Linked DNA regions of Mus musculus: region 1 is linked to region 2. The links are chromatin contacts, called in public Hi-C maps. All regions are on one chromosome and are shown on one strand. Each heading gives the region's core, a stretch centred on a gene start, on an enhancer-like site or on the middle of the called end of the contact. The rest is flanking DNA. Distances are from core to core; before and after follow the strand shown.

Region 1 (6,629 bases), core at 2,496-4,995, 310 kb after region 2:
AAGGCATACATGCAGTCAGAACATTGTACATATAACAATTAAATAAATCTTTAAAAAAGAAAAACAAAACAAAAAAGAACCGAGAGTACAGCATGTCATGTGGAGCCACTGATGAGTGTTGAGAAGAAGAAGTCTCAGAAAGAGACTAAAATCTACATCAGCAAAGCCATAGGCACAGCTAAATTTCATTCCCCAAATAATCATCGATTCATGAGCATTACCATTACCGTTGAACCATGGAGTTCCAGTCCACAGATTCAATCCTTCCACAAAACGTTACCAATTGGAAGCTGGGTATGGTGGCACGTGCCTATACGTACAGCACTTGGGAGATAAAAGAAGGAGGATCAGGAATTCAAGGTCATCCTTGGCCTTGAGTTTGAGGCCAGCCTGTGCTACATGAGACCCTGTCTCAAAAAATAACAAAATGGAGGGTGCAGGGGGTGGAGAATGCTCAGTTAGGAGCACTTGCTGCTCTTATGGAGGAACCAAGTTCAGTTCCCAGCACCCACATCAGATGGTTCACACCTGCCTGTAACTCCAGCTCCAGAAGAATGAGACAGTCTTCTGCCTCTGTGGGCTCCTGCATCCACAGACACAGACCCATCAGCATTGGCACATGCACACGTTGTTTCAAAATTAAGGAAATTGTAAAAATATCTCCATCAGTTGCATGGCCAGTTGTGCCTCTGGGGTCTTAGCTTGCACAGCTGTGGCAGATTTGCAGGCTAATGCCACGCTGGCTCATGTGGAGGGTGCCATCATGTCCCACAGACACAATGGCCATTGCCTCTCTCTGCTACATCATATTCATTCTCTCTCTCTCTCTCTCTCTCTCTCTCTCTCTCTCTCTCCATCTCCTATTTGGCCTCCACCTCTGAGGAGCAGGGGAAATCTCTAATCTCTCCCTGAAAGCTTTCAGAAGCATTTTCCTATTTCAGCAAAGTGTGGTCATACAAAATTTATATTCAACAGCATCAGCACTTTTTCCCCATCAATATTTCCTTTTTAATGTCAGCTTTATCTGAATTCCGATAGCACAAAGAATCTACTTTTGTTCTTTTAAATACCAATCAAAACAAGAAGGTCTAAATTTGAATATAAAGCTTAACCCCACTCAACAAGGTGTTTAGACATATTTCCAGACACTATGGGTTATACCTGGGAATGCTATAGGTGTGGGCTTATAATCTTTAATGTGCATGAGCTGAGCACATATGGTTATGGTTCGTATGAAAGTTCATGAGACCTAGATCTGACACCTCGATGCCCTTTCTCTCCGACTTTCACTGCAGCAAACGCTGGAGCCGGAGCCAGTCTTCATGGAAATCTTTATGAAACCTCCTCACGTTTGGCTCAAGCTGCAGAGAGTCAGGTACAGTATTGACTGTGAATGAGCACAACACTGGGAGTCAAGACTTGTCTGGGATTCTTGTCCTAACTTGCTGTGTGACCCTGAGTGAGCCTCTTCATCTCCTTGGGCCTCATTTGTCTCATCAGTAAAATGAGCAGGTAAACTGTACCGTCACCAGGTTTCTTTACTCTCAAGCTTGGAATCTGGATTGTGGTGTGTGTGTGAAGAAGCAGAGCTGACTTTTCCCAGACTTCTGCAAAGTCAGAATTAGAATAAGAATACAGACACCAGCAGCCACAAGCCGAGAATCACATTTTTCCTTCCAAATCAGGAAAGAAAATAGCGATCGAGTTTGTTGTTTGCTTGTTGGTTTTAAGGCATCAAGGAGAGGAGCTAGGGAGATGGCTCTGTCTATAAAGAGCCTGCCACAAAGGCAAGGTCTGAGTTCAGATCTCCAGACCCCACATAAAAAGCCTGACAGGTACAGCTGCAAACATCTGTAATCGTGGCATTGTGGGAGGTGAGCAGGAGACAGGCAGATCCTTGGAGCTCATTGTGCAGCCAGCCCAGCTAAATGGATGCACTCCAGGTTCAGTGAGAGACCGTTTCAACAAATAACATGGAGAACAATAAAGGGAGACACCAGATGTCAATCTCTGGCCTCCATACACACGCACACACACCCATGAGCACATACACCACACACGCACACACTCACACGTACGCACACAGGTAGGATAATTATGAAGAAGGAAGGTGCCGATTTGAATGGCTTGGAAATATCTAATGTTTCAAGGGATGTGTGCAGACTTTTTGATAAGCGGTCCTCTGTCTGAAGCTCTGAGGGTGACAGTGTCTTCAGTCTCTCAAGAGAAGCTAGTAGGGAATTCCTAGAGCTGGATCCAGGGACTGGGAACTCCTGAGGCAGATGCTATACCACTGCTCCAGGGGTTGCCTAGGTCCCTCCGCTCTCAGACAGCCTCCAGGGCAGGCTCGCCAAGCCTCTTATCTCCAACTTCTTGCTGCTTCTGGCCTTCCCTCTTTTCCCCAGCACTTCCTTACAATCAGAGCAGAAATGAGTCTGTTTGCACAATATTTGAACTGACCTTTCAGGTTAAAACACCAGGCCCAAGTCAGGCCTCCATTGAAGAAAAGCATATCTAAGCCACTTCTCCACTACTGAAGAACCTCAGAAACAACACAGACACACACATACTATGTGTGTCTGTCTGTCTGTCTGTGTGTGTGTTTGTGTGTGTGTGTGTGTGTGGTTTGCCTCCATTGAAGACACTTTTCATAAAGGATCCGAAGACCTTAAGTAATAACAATAGCAATAATAATTACAGAGTTGTGACTAAGAAAATACAATATATTTTGGAAATCCCATAGCTCCAAAGGCCATACCAATACTCCCTGCATGGTCCAAACTCATGTATCCCTATGGCTCTACTGGAGGACCCTTCAAAGAGTGACCCAGCCATGACAAGTTAACTATAGACTAAATTATGAACTTTGCAGTCAGACTGAACTTTGGATCTTAAGCTCCAAGCCTGGTTCATCTGCAAGGCCTTGGTAAGTTCACAAACTCTGGAAATATCTTGTACCTCCTTTGCAAATGGAGAAAGGTTCCCATCTGAGCTTCTTGGTTGGTTGGTGTTACCATAGCCTGCCTGCCTTTGAAAAGGAACCCCGAGGGGAAAAGCCTTATGAGGAAAAGTCTAGGGAGCCCCACCAGTCCCCAAGCCAGGAAAAATGGGGTGTAGGGTACAAAGGACTTCCTCCTGCCTCTCTCACCCCTCCCCCTTCTTGAGGCTCAGGGCACTTTATTAGGTTAATCACTGCCTCGGATTTTAACTACTTCCTCAACCTACTCCACATAAATGACTAATTTTATGTTTACCATAAAGCATCTGGAAAGGCTTTAGAAACAAATTTCTACCCAACAGACTTCAGTTTACCCACCTTGATGGGCCACTGGCCCAACCAGTGGCCTCCCTGCCTCTCTAGGACCTAGGACCTTTCTTGCTCTGAAGCACAAAGCAGGCTTGCAGCAACAGTAGTAGCAGCAGCAATTAAGCCCGTCTTTCTTTTCTTTTAATCCCTACTGACTCAGCTCGTCCCTCCATCCTTTAGGGTCTGGTCATGTAAGGTCACTCACACATAATACATTTGTCTAGTTTTGTTGTTGGTGGTGGAGGTTTGGTTTGGTTTGGCTTGGTTTGGTTTAAGTCACAGTGAGAATCCCAAAGGTGGAACCTTTTGGAAACAACAGACCTTTGAGAAGTCACATACCTAGGCTGGGAAGTATGAGGGAAAGAAAGTCTGGTATTGCTGTCCAAGTTCAGCTCTGGGGTCCGGAGGCTGCCCCCGTGCGCCCCCTCCCGGTAGTACTGAAAACCTCTGCTCTGAGTCTTCAGTGGCCGCGTCGCTAAGGCCAAAGCCGAAAGGGTGAGGGGCTCTAGCCTCCCAGTTCCACTTTCAAGTAAAGGCCCTTAGGCACCCCTTCTACACCTAGCCGGAGGTTCCGGGCCTCAGAGCCAAGTCCATCAGTTTAAAAAAAAAAAAAAAAAAAGCGCCGCAGCTGCCATCAGCAACTTCCTTGGAGTTAGAAGTGGGGAGAAGTCAGAGAAATAGGGGGAAGAAGACTACAAGGGGAGTTGCGTGGAGATGAAAAGAGCGATGAAAAAAGAGAAAGAAGACAAGCAGACGTGTTTCAACTCCAAGCTCCCATTTCCCCTTTCAAATGAACGGCCTCCCCACTGTGAGCAGAATCAAGTATTTATGAAGGCATTTTTTGCATATTAATAGCTGCGCAGGGATGGGGCCCTGCCAGCGCTTAAGTCCTAAAGGTATGGTGCCCTTTTGAAAATACAGGTCTTTCCAGCCCCTCATAGAATTTGGTTTTCTCCTTCAGATTTATTTCCCCCTCTGCCTTGTGGGTCCTCCTGGGGCCCTACAACTGATTAAGAGAAATTAGTTTCTGGGCTGCCTTCAGAGTCCAGGACTGCTCTTCCCTCTGCGGGTCGCTGACATCAATCGCAGGCTCTCGCCTTTCCTCTTCCCCAAGGCCTCTGGGGAGAGGCTTGAGGTTGGGTGAGGTGCCCAGCACCTAAAAAGAATCTTAAAATTGTAAATGGAAGTTTCAGAAGGAGATATTAATACATCCGTGCAGTGAGAGAGGAGAAAGTAAAAAAGAAAAATATGCAATCATTTCATTAACGTTAATAATACTGTCGATCCTCGGTGAGGATTGCATTTCATTTTTAAAAAGAAAACATAGAGAGTTAGAAACATAATCAAAAGACCAAATCATATTAAAATAATAGTAGTAGGCAAGAATATGAGCTATAGTTTAGTGGCAGGGCTTGACTACCATAGGCAAGGCCCTGGGTCTGATCCGGAATACTCTTATACACACACACACACACACACACACACACACACACACACACGCACACGCATACGCGCGCACACACACACACACACACACGCACACGCATACGCGCGCACACACACACACACACACACACAGAGGCACAGATGACTAGGGCTTGGGGCTGTAGTTCAGCTGGTTGAGGTCTATCTTAGAATGCACATGGCCCTGCATTCTATCCCTGGGACCACATAAAACCCAGGCACGGTCACACACCTGCAATATCAGCCCTCGGAAAGAAAGGCTCAGAAAGTCAAAATCATCCGAGGCAACCTGAGATCTGTGATCTCCTGGAATCTGTGATTTAATACTGGGCAACATCAAGGTTCCAGACGGTTGGTGAGGAGGAGCCAGCCTGGGCTGCCCAGAGTCCACCCTCTGTGTGCACTGTTATAACAACCAAAGTGTTTCCACCCACTGCTAAATATTCCCCAGGGAGCAAACTGAACCCATCACCCCTCTCTTTTTTTCCTCCTCCTCTTCTTCCTCTTTCCCCTTCCTCCTTTCCTTTTCCTTTTTTGTTGTTACTGTTGTTCGTTTTTGAGCCAGAGTCTTACTATGTAGCCCAGACTGGCCATCCTACCTCACTGAAATTATAGGCATATGCTATCACGTCCAGAGTGACTGAATATTGAAAGTGCAAATCAAAACCATAAGTCAATCATGATTCCATCTATGGTTGTTGATTTTTGTGTTTTGTTCTCAAGCATCTGTTAGGGAGCACAAAATTAGGGTGCTCTGGGTTCAAACTTCACGTCGCGTCCCTGGGCCTGTGGTCTCTGCTCTCCTCCCCTAGTCGTCTTTATTCTATGAAAAAGGAAAGATAAAAAGAGTTTGTAAATTTTCAATTTGATGGAGACATACTCACATAATCGCAGGACCCTGGAGGCTGAACCGGGGGTTGGGAATGTGGTATCTACTTCAAAACCAAACTGAGCACCCTGAATGGAAAAATCAAAAAAATCAAATAAGTAAATAAGTTTACTTTTTTTTTTTTTTTTTTGGACAGGGTCTCACTATATAGACAACGCTGCATGCACTCTGACTCCCAAAGATCTGCCTTTGCCCCCAAAGTGCTAAGACTGGAGGCATTCACTACCACGCCCAGCTAAATAAATAACTTTTTTTTTAAGATTTATTTTATTAATATATGTAAGTACACTGTAGCTGTCCTCAGACACTCCAGAAGAGGGAGTCAGATCTTGTTACAGATGGTTGTGAGCCACCATGTGGTTGCTGGGACTTGAACTCTGGACCTTCGGAAGAGCAGTCGGGTGCTCTTACCCACTGAGCCATCTTACCAGCCCCCATAAATAACTTTTAAAATGTACATTGTATGCAAGGGAAGCTAAAATGACCCAGGAGTCACAATGTCCAGCAGGAGTCCATGCACAGCCAGCTGAGCATCAGCAGCAACATTTTTTTTTTAAAGATTTATTTATTTATTATATGTAAGTACACTGTAGCTGTCTTCAGACACTCCAGAAGAGAGAGTCAGATCTCCTTACGGATGATTGTGAGCCACCATGTGGTTGCTGGGATTTGAACTCCTGACCTTCGGAAGAGCAGTCGGGTGCTCTTACCCACTGAGCCATCTCACCAGCCCAGCAGCAACATTTCTTAACACTGTTCTTTTAACAAATTGAACATTAATCTGACTGGTGTTGTGCTGTTATCTTCTAAGACTCAGAGAGTCAATGAATTTGTCTCTCTCTTTTTTTTTAAGATTTATTTATTTTATGTATATGAATACACCATAGCTATCTTCAGACACACCAGAAGACAGCATCAGATCCCATTACAGATGGTTGTGAGCCATCATGTGGTTGCTGGGATTTGAAC
Region 2 (6,534 bases), core at 3,154-5,653:
TCTTTCCATGGGTATTTTGCTCTCCACTCTAAGAAGAAATGAAGTATCCACACTTTGGTCTTCCTTCTTGAGTTTCATGTGTTTTGCAAATTATATCTTGGGTATTCTAAGTTTCTGGGCTAATATTCGCTTATCAATGAGTACATATCATGTGTTCTTTTGTGATTGGGTTACCTCACTCAGGATGATATCCTCCAGATCCATCCATTTGCCTAAGAATTTCATAAATTCATTGTTTTTAATTGCTGAGTAGTACTCCACTGTGTAAATGTACCACATTTTCTGTATCCATTCCTCCGTTGAGGAACATCTGGGTTCTTTCCAGCTTCTGGCTATTATAAATAAGGCTGCTATGAACATAATGGAGCATATGTCCTTATTACAAGTTGGAACATATTCTGGGTATATGCCCAGGAGAGGTATTGCTGGATCTTCTGGTAGTACTATGTCCAATTTTCTGAGGAACCACCAGACTGATTTCCAGGGTGGTTGTACCAGCTTGCAATCCCACCAACAATGGAGAGTGTTCCTCTTTCTCCACATCCTCTCCAGCATCTGCTCTCACCTAAATTTTTGATCTTAGCCATTCTGACTGGTGTGAGGTAGAATCTCAGGGTTGTTTTGATTTGCATTTCCCTGATGATTAAGGTTGTTGAACATTTTTTTCAGGTGCTTCTCAGCCATTTGGTATTCCTCAGTTGAGAATTCTTTGTTTAGCTCTGTACCCCATTTTTAAATAGGGTTATTTGATTTTCTGGAGTCCATCTTGAGTTCTTTATATATATAGAATATTAGTCCCCTATCTGATTTAGGATTGGTAAAGATCCTTTCCCAATTTGTTGGTGGCCTTTTTGTCTTAATTGACAGTGTCTTTTTTCTTACAGAAGCTTTGTAATTTTATGAGGTCCCATTTGTCAATTCTTGATCTTATAGCACAAGCCATTGCTCTTCTATTCAGAAAATTTTCCCCTGTGCCCATATCTTTGAGGCTTTTTACCACTTTCTCCTCTATAAGTTTCAGTGTCTCTTGTTTTTTGTGGAGTTCCTTGATCCACCTAGACTTGAGCTTTGTACAAGGAGATAAGAATGGATCAATTCGCATTCTTCTACATGATAACCGCTAGTTGTGCCAGCACCATTTGTTGAAAATGCTGTCTTTTTTCCACTAGATGGTTTTAGCTCCCTTGTCAAAGATCAAGTGACCAGAGGTGTGTGGGTTCATTTCTGGGTCTTCAATTCTATTCCATTGAGCTACCTGTCTGTCGCTGTACCAGTACCACACAGTTTTTATCACAATTGCTCTGTAGTACAGCTTGAGGTCAGGCATGGTGATTCCACCAGAGGTTCTAAACCAGGATGTTCTTGAACTCTTGCTCTCCCTGCCGATCCCTCCCAAGGGCTATGATTATAGCTGCAGCACCACACTCAGTTATACACTCCCTGCTGGGAGTCAGATCCAAGGCCTCGAGCTTGCAAGGACTTTTGTTACTTTTCTGGTGTGGTGATTAAAATACCCCGACAAAAGTTGACTTAAGGAAGAAAAAGAGTTTATCTGGTCCACAGTTCCAAAAAGATAAGAGTCCATCGCAGCAGGGGGTTGGGATAGGCAGAGCAGCAAACAGCAGCTTTGGCAGCAGGAGCAGGAAGCTAAAAGATGGCACCTTCAACCACGTGCACAAACAGGAAGTGAGCGATGCTTTGCGCTCTTAAAACCGAGCCTGCAGCGAGAGAGTTCCTCCAGCAAAACTGCTCTGCCCCCAAATAATTACACCCACTGGAAACCAAATATTCAAATGCCAATGCCTATGGGGTATACTTCTCTTTCAAACCACAACACTAGGCAAGCACTCTTAGCAACTGAACTAAATCCCCACCCCACGAGAGCCGTTTGAATGATGGGATTATTCGTCTCTGGAAAAAAAAAAAAAAAAAAAACCTCAAAGATATGACTCTTCCTCAGCCTTCCTTTCTTAGCTATTTATCTTCCCTTCTTTCCTGAGTATACACTATATGCGAAAGGATAGTGCTGAATGTTTGAGAAATGCGCAGAGAACGCCCCATTCTTTATTCGGTGTTTTCAGCCTTAACAGAGCAGACAATCCAGATATTAAGTGTATAGAGGCTGTTGCAAACAGAATGAGTCAGACTTGCTGTGGCTAATGGAGGCAGGTTTTAGAGTGAACTTAGAAGACTGGGTTATCCAAGCAGGCTTTACAAAACAATTCTGAAAATGAGTTTATAATTCAATTTGATGCCATTTTCAAAAGTCTTGGAAGCCCCTGGGAAACATTTTACATTTAAGTCGAAAGGCCAAAGGCTATCAGTGTAAGTGGGGGCTCGTCCTGGTGGGATCAGGTGCAATCTAGGGGAACACATGGTTTTAAGCATTTAAACAAGATGGAAGCTGCACTCACTAGTGTACTTATTAGTGGTCCAAATGAGACAGAGTATTTCTGAACACACACACACACACACACACACACACACGTGTTCGAGTCACCAGACTAGAAGAGGCTCTCTGGGCGCGGGCTCCCCTAGTTCTCTGGGCATCAGCTTTTGTGAGCCTGAGTTCACTGACGGCTCGCACTGGGCTTTGCTGCTATTTTCCACAGAGCTACGTTCTCCAACTCCGCATCTGGCAGTCACAGTGAAACGTGTTTTGCAGCAGGTTTTGCTAACAGATGTTCTCTGCCGACTCAAAGCCCCCGGGTGTGTGTTGTTCTATATGCACGGCCATTCTCGCATTTCGTGTCCGCTGAGCGCTGCCTCTCACACAGATGTTCACAATTACAGTTAGCATTCTTGTATGGACTTCCTCGGTTTGTTTTATGGGACTGGCCCTTATTGAAAGCTTTGCTTGTATGATATGAAAAAAACCACAAAAGGATTTTGACACATCGGAGGTGGTTCGACTTCCAGTTTCCAACAATGACTGCTTCTTTTTCCTCCTGGGTAAAAAGCTTGCAGCCTTGAAAGCAAGGCCTCACTTAAGAACTTTGGCACGGGCTCATTTTTCCCTGGTTAAGATCTGGATGCCCAGGAGACCAGAGAGTCAGAGGTTAAATGGGAAGGGCTGGGAAGCAAGATAAGAACAGCTGGAGTTCATTAGTTAAAATCCAGGGTCATTAGCTAAAAAGGCAACCAAAAGCCATGCTCAGGGAAACTCAGAGTAAGACAGCCTTGAAGCAGGAATTCTTTCCCTGAGAAATCTGCTTGCTCTGAGGGTGTGGCAGCCCAGAGTTTAGAGAGTGGGATTCTGCTATGTGGACAGTCTCTCCAGGTAGAATGCATGTTTGTTTTCACATGATCTTCATCTATCATATCATGAAATTAACAAAAGTCTGAGCAACAACACTACGGGAAACTCTTACGGAGCGAGCATTCATGCACCCTTGAACACCTCTAGAGGAATAATATCGTATGGCCAAACTTTCAAACAATTATCTGATTCAAGCCAACACTCAGAACTTTGTGTGCATTCACACTGCAATGTGTGCTGGGTGTCTGAGATGGCCAGGCACTTTAAATATGACTACTAGATATGCAACAGCACACAGATCCCTGTTTCTCCCTGATACTGAGGGTCAAAGCCAAGGCCAAACACAGGCTATTTGCTGGCCCTCTTTTTCATTTTTTATTTTGAGACAGGGTCCCACTGAGTTGTCCAGGCTGGCCTTGAACTCACTTGTAGCCCAGGCTGTCTTTGATCTCGCCACCTTCCTGCCTTGGTCTCCTGAGGTAGGTGGAATTACAGGCCCAGGCTATTAGTATCCTGTCCTTTTGCTAATTAAAAGATGTAAGAGCTGGATATGATGATACAAACTTGTCATCTCAGCACTCAGGAGGCAGAGGCAGGAGGATCACTCCAAGTTCAAGGCCAGCATAGTCTGCATAGCCACTTCTAGGCAAACCAGGGCTACATGGTGAGTCCCTGCATCAAACAAGGCAAAATGGAAAAAAAAAGATAAAAAGATCAGAGATTTTTGTAACAATTTAAGAGAGTCCTTTATTATTGACTTAGAATCACATTTCAAATGTTTATTTTTATAATTGGGAGAAAATATTTTGAGTAAATTGATTTTTTTATGGATTTTATATGAATGTACCTTAGTTTCATTGAATTCTATATTGACATTCTAGGAATGGACCTTAAATACCTTTCTTAAAAAACAGCCAGCTTTTGGTTTGAACCTAGGACCTTCATCTTGTTTACTCTGTTTCCTTAAGAGAGCCAGGCTTATGACAGGCCTCCCCCCACCACAGTCTCTGTTAACCCTTTATACCAACCCCTGGAAGTACAAAGTGGTGGTGTTGTAGAAATGAAGGGGCCCGAGCCTCAGAGAGGCTGAGTGACTTGTCTGAGGTCACAAATCTAGTCAGCGTGTTTGGGTATGACTCAAGTCTGTTATATTTAAATTCTCCTTGCTCTGCAACATAAAACTGCAAAGGCTTGCGATGTTGAAGCATCTCCTTCAGCAAGAGTAAAAGTGGGAACTAGAAAGCGGCTCTCTGGTGCTCTCTGTGTAAAAATGGGGGCAAACTCAGAAGTAACTCTCCAGGAAAGAGTGTGATCGTGTGTGTGTGTGTGTGTGTGTGTGTGTGTGTGTGTGTGTGTGCGCGCGCACACCGTGCTCAATAGCTCAAACTCTCATCCTACAGAACCCTTAATGGCGGCATTTAAATGAGAAACAGTTGCCTCCGGAAGTCCTTTTGAGATCACTCACTGTAAAGTAATTACTCCTAATCCATTTGTGAGAAAATTCACTAAAAAGAGGTTCAGGAACCTTGCTGGGGTCATCCAATAAGATCAACAAAGAGTCTGATTAATATCTCAAGTCAGCTATTAGCACAGATGGAAGAGGGCAGGCCCGGCTGACAGGAGTCTGATTACATCAAGGATATAACATATTCAGCTCGTACTTACAGTCCTGTGAGAAATAACCCCAGGGTAAGGGCATATGAGAGGGATTTTTTTAATTTAAAATTATGATCATTATTGTTATTATTATTAATGTATGTGTGTGTGTGTCTGTGTGTGCACACATATGCACATAGACATAAGCTGTGCCACCTTGCCTATGTGGAGGTCAAAAGACAACCATGTACAGTCAATTCTCTTTGCCAGTCTTTATGTGGAGTCCAGGGCTAGAACTCACCAGACTCGTGTGGCAAGCATCCTTGTCCACCGAGCTATCTCACCGGCCTTTAAAGAGTTATATTAGCACATATCGATTGTACATAATATGGGTTTTATGGTGGCAGTTTCGTTCTAATATCTATTTCGGTCATAGAAATTCACCCCATCAGTATTTCTCTACTACCTCCATTTTCGTGTCATTTTGAGGGGAGTGAACAAATGAGTTAATTAAGGTCACTTACAGGAATATGAACAAATTAGCAGTGACTATAGCAGGGAACAGATACCTTTGTCCCTTAGCAACTGTTAATTACTTGTAGCTCCTCAGGGAGGTATGGGGACTTGTGAGCGCCTCTCCTCCACAATGGGATGTTGGTAGGCCCAGTGTCTTGCAGGCTGTCATAGTGACTGAGAGTTTCATGGCAATGGCTGTGTCATCCCCTGAAGATACCGTTCCACAACACTTCCAGCTTTTACAGTATTTCCATTCTTTCATGTTCTCTGGGCCTTTGAGAGGCTAATGCAGATGTTTTATTTAAGGATGAACATTCAGTAGGCATTTATTCTTAGCACTTTGACCAGTTATAAGTCTCTTCAGTAACTATTGCCCAGCAAACGCACAAAAAGAGAAGTGTCCCTGATCAAAGCTGCCAGCACTATTAATCTATGGACATAAACAGAAATATTCAAAGGCAATTTAACAGGCATGTTGTCAGCATGCATGTTCACTTAGCAAAACAACAGTAGCTTTCCTCCTAGGACCTAGGACCTGAGACACAGACTTCTGATGGGGTTTATAATACCAGTTATGAATTCCTTTCTTTGGAGCAGGCTTCAAATTTCAGCATGAAGTGGTTGGATACGCGCCTCTCCACCCCCTCCCCCAAAGGGACATCACTGTCACACCAGAGGACACAATGTGATGGGGGTTTAACTTCCAAAGAAATCAGAACTACTCATTTGCCTTTACCAAGCATTTCTCCAGGTCATACTGTTTCTTGGGATTCATAACTTGACTCCTTATCTTGGTTTGTGGCTCTTCAGCCAGAGAAAATGTAACATACGGAATTGTACATCTTTTGTTGTTCAGTGTCTAATGGAGTTGGGATGGACTCCATTATTGACTCCTGCATAGACTCATTAGAAGTGGCCTAGTCTTTATTGATTCACAAACATTTATTGAGCACCACATGCCAGGCTTGGGTTGGTGCTGGAAATGCAAAGTCAGGAGGTGGGGTGGGTCAATCTGTGTCTTTAAGCAGCCCATAGACTTGAGAAAGCTTCAGTTATCGGGGTTACCAGGATATACAGATATACTCTAGGACTTTGGGAGACAGACTTGCTTTATCTGTGACTATTATGTTTCACATCCTTTGCTAAATTAAATAGAACAGTAT

What was found. A called contact is a pair of places that touch in the nucleus more often than the background predicts.
Region 1: a Hi-C map of bone marrow-derived macrophages shows a contact between it and region 2, with 27 read pairs. The contact joins two enhancer-like sites. A contact is called at or near these places in 4 of 15 datasets of contacts at CTCF or cohesin (the G1E-ER4 cell line, the NIH/3T3 cell line, embryonic stem cells and 1 more), 2 of 484 Hi-C or Micro-C datasets (bone marrow-derived macrophages and embryonic fibroblasts), 10 of 115 datasets of contacts at active chromatin or transcription factors (bone marrow-derived macrophages, craniofacial prominence, embryonic basal ganglia and 6 more) and 4 of 9 other capture datasets (adipose tissue, embryonic stem cells, liver and 1 more).

The regions. Positions count from the first base shown.
Region 1 is chr1:59,581,101-59,587,729 of GRCm38.p6, forward strand. It overlaps Gm973 (predicted gene 973), which reads left to right. Exons shown (of 19, transcript NM_001357842.1): 10 at 1,296-1,375. Gm39648 (a long non-coding RNA gene) reads right to left here. Exons shown (of 3, transcript XR_865454.2): 3 at 5,298-5,594. Among named protein-coding and RNA genes, the nearest start is that of Gm39648, 12 kb to the right of the region's middle. Within about 2 kb of position 3,746, at least 19 of the 459 cell types and tissues checked have an H3K27ac peak or open chromatin away from gene starts, as enhancers often do. A contact at or near this core is called in bone marrow-derived macrophages, where this site is marked.
Region 2 is chr1:59,267,513-59,274,046 of GRCm38.p6, forward strand. The region is part of intron 4 of Cdk15 (cyclin-dependent kinase 15); the gene reads left to right. Among named protein-coding and RNA genes, the nearest start is that of Cdk15, 14 kb to the left of the region's middle. Within about 2 kb of position 4,404, at least 57 of the 459 cell types and tissues checked have an H3K27ac peak or open chromatin away from gene starts, as enhancers often do. A contact at or near this core is called in bone marrow-derived macrophages, where this site is marked.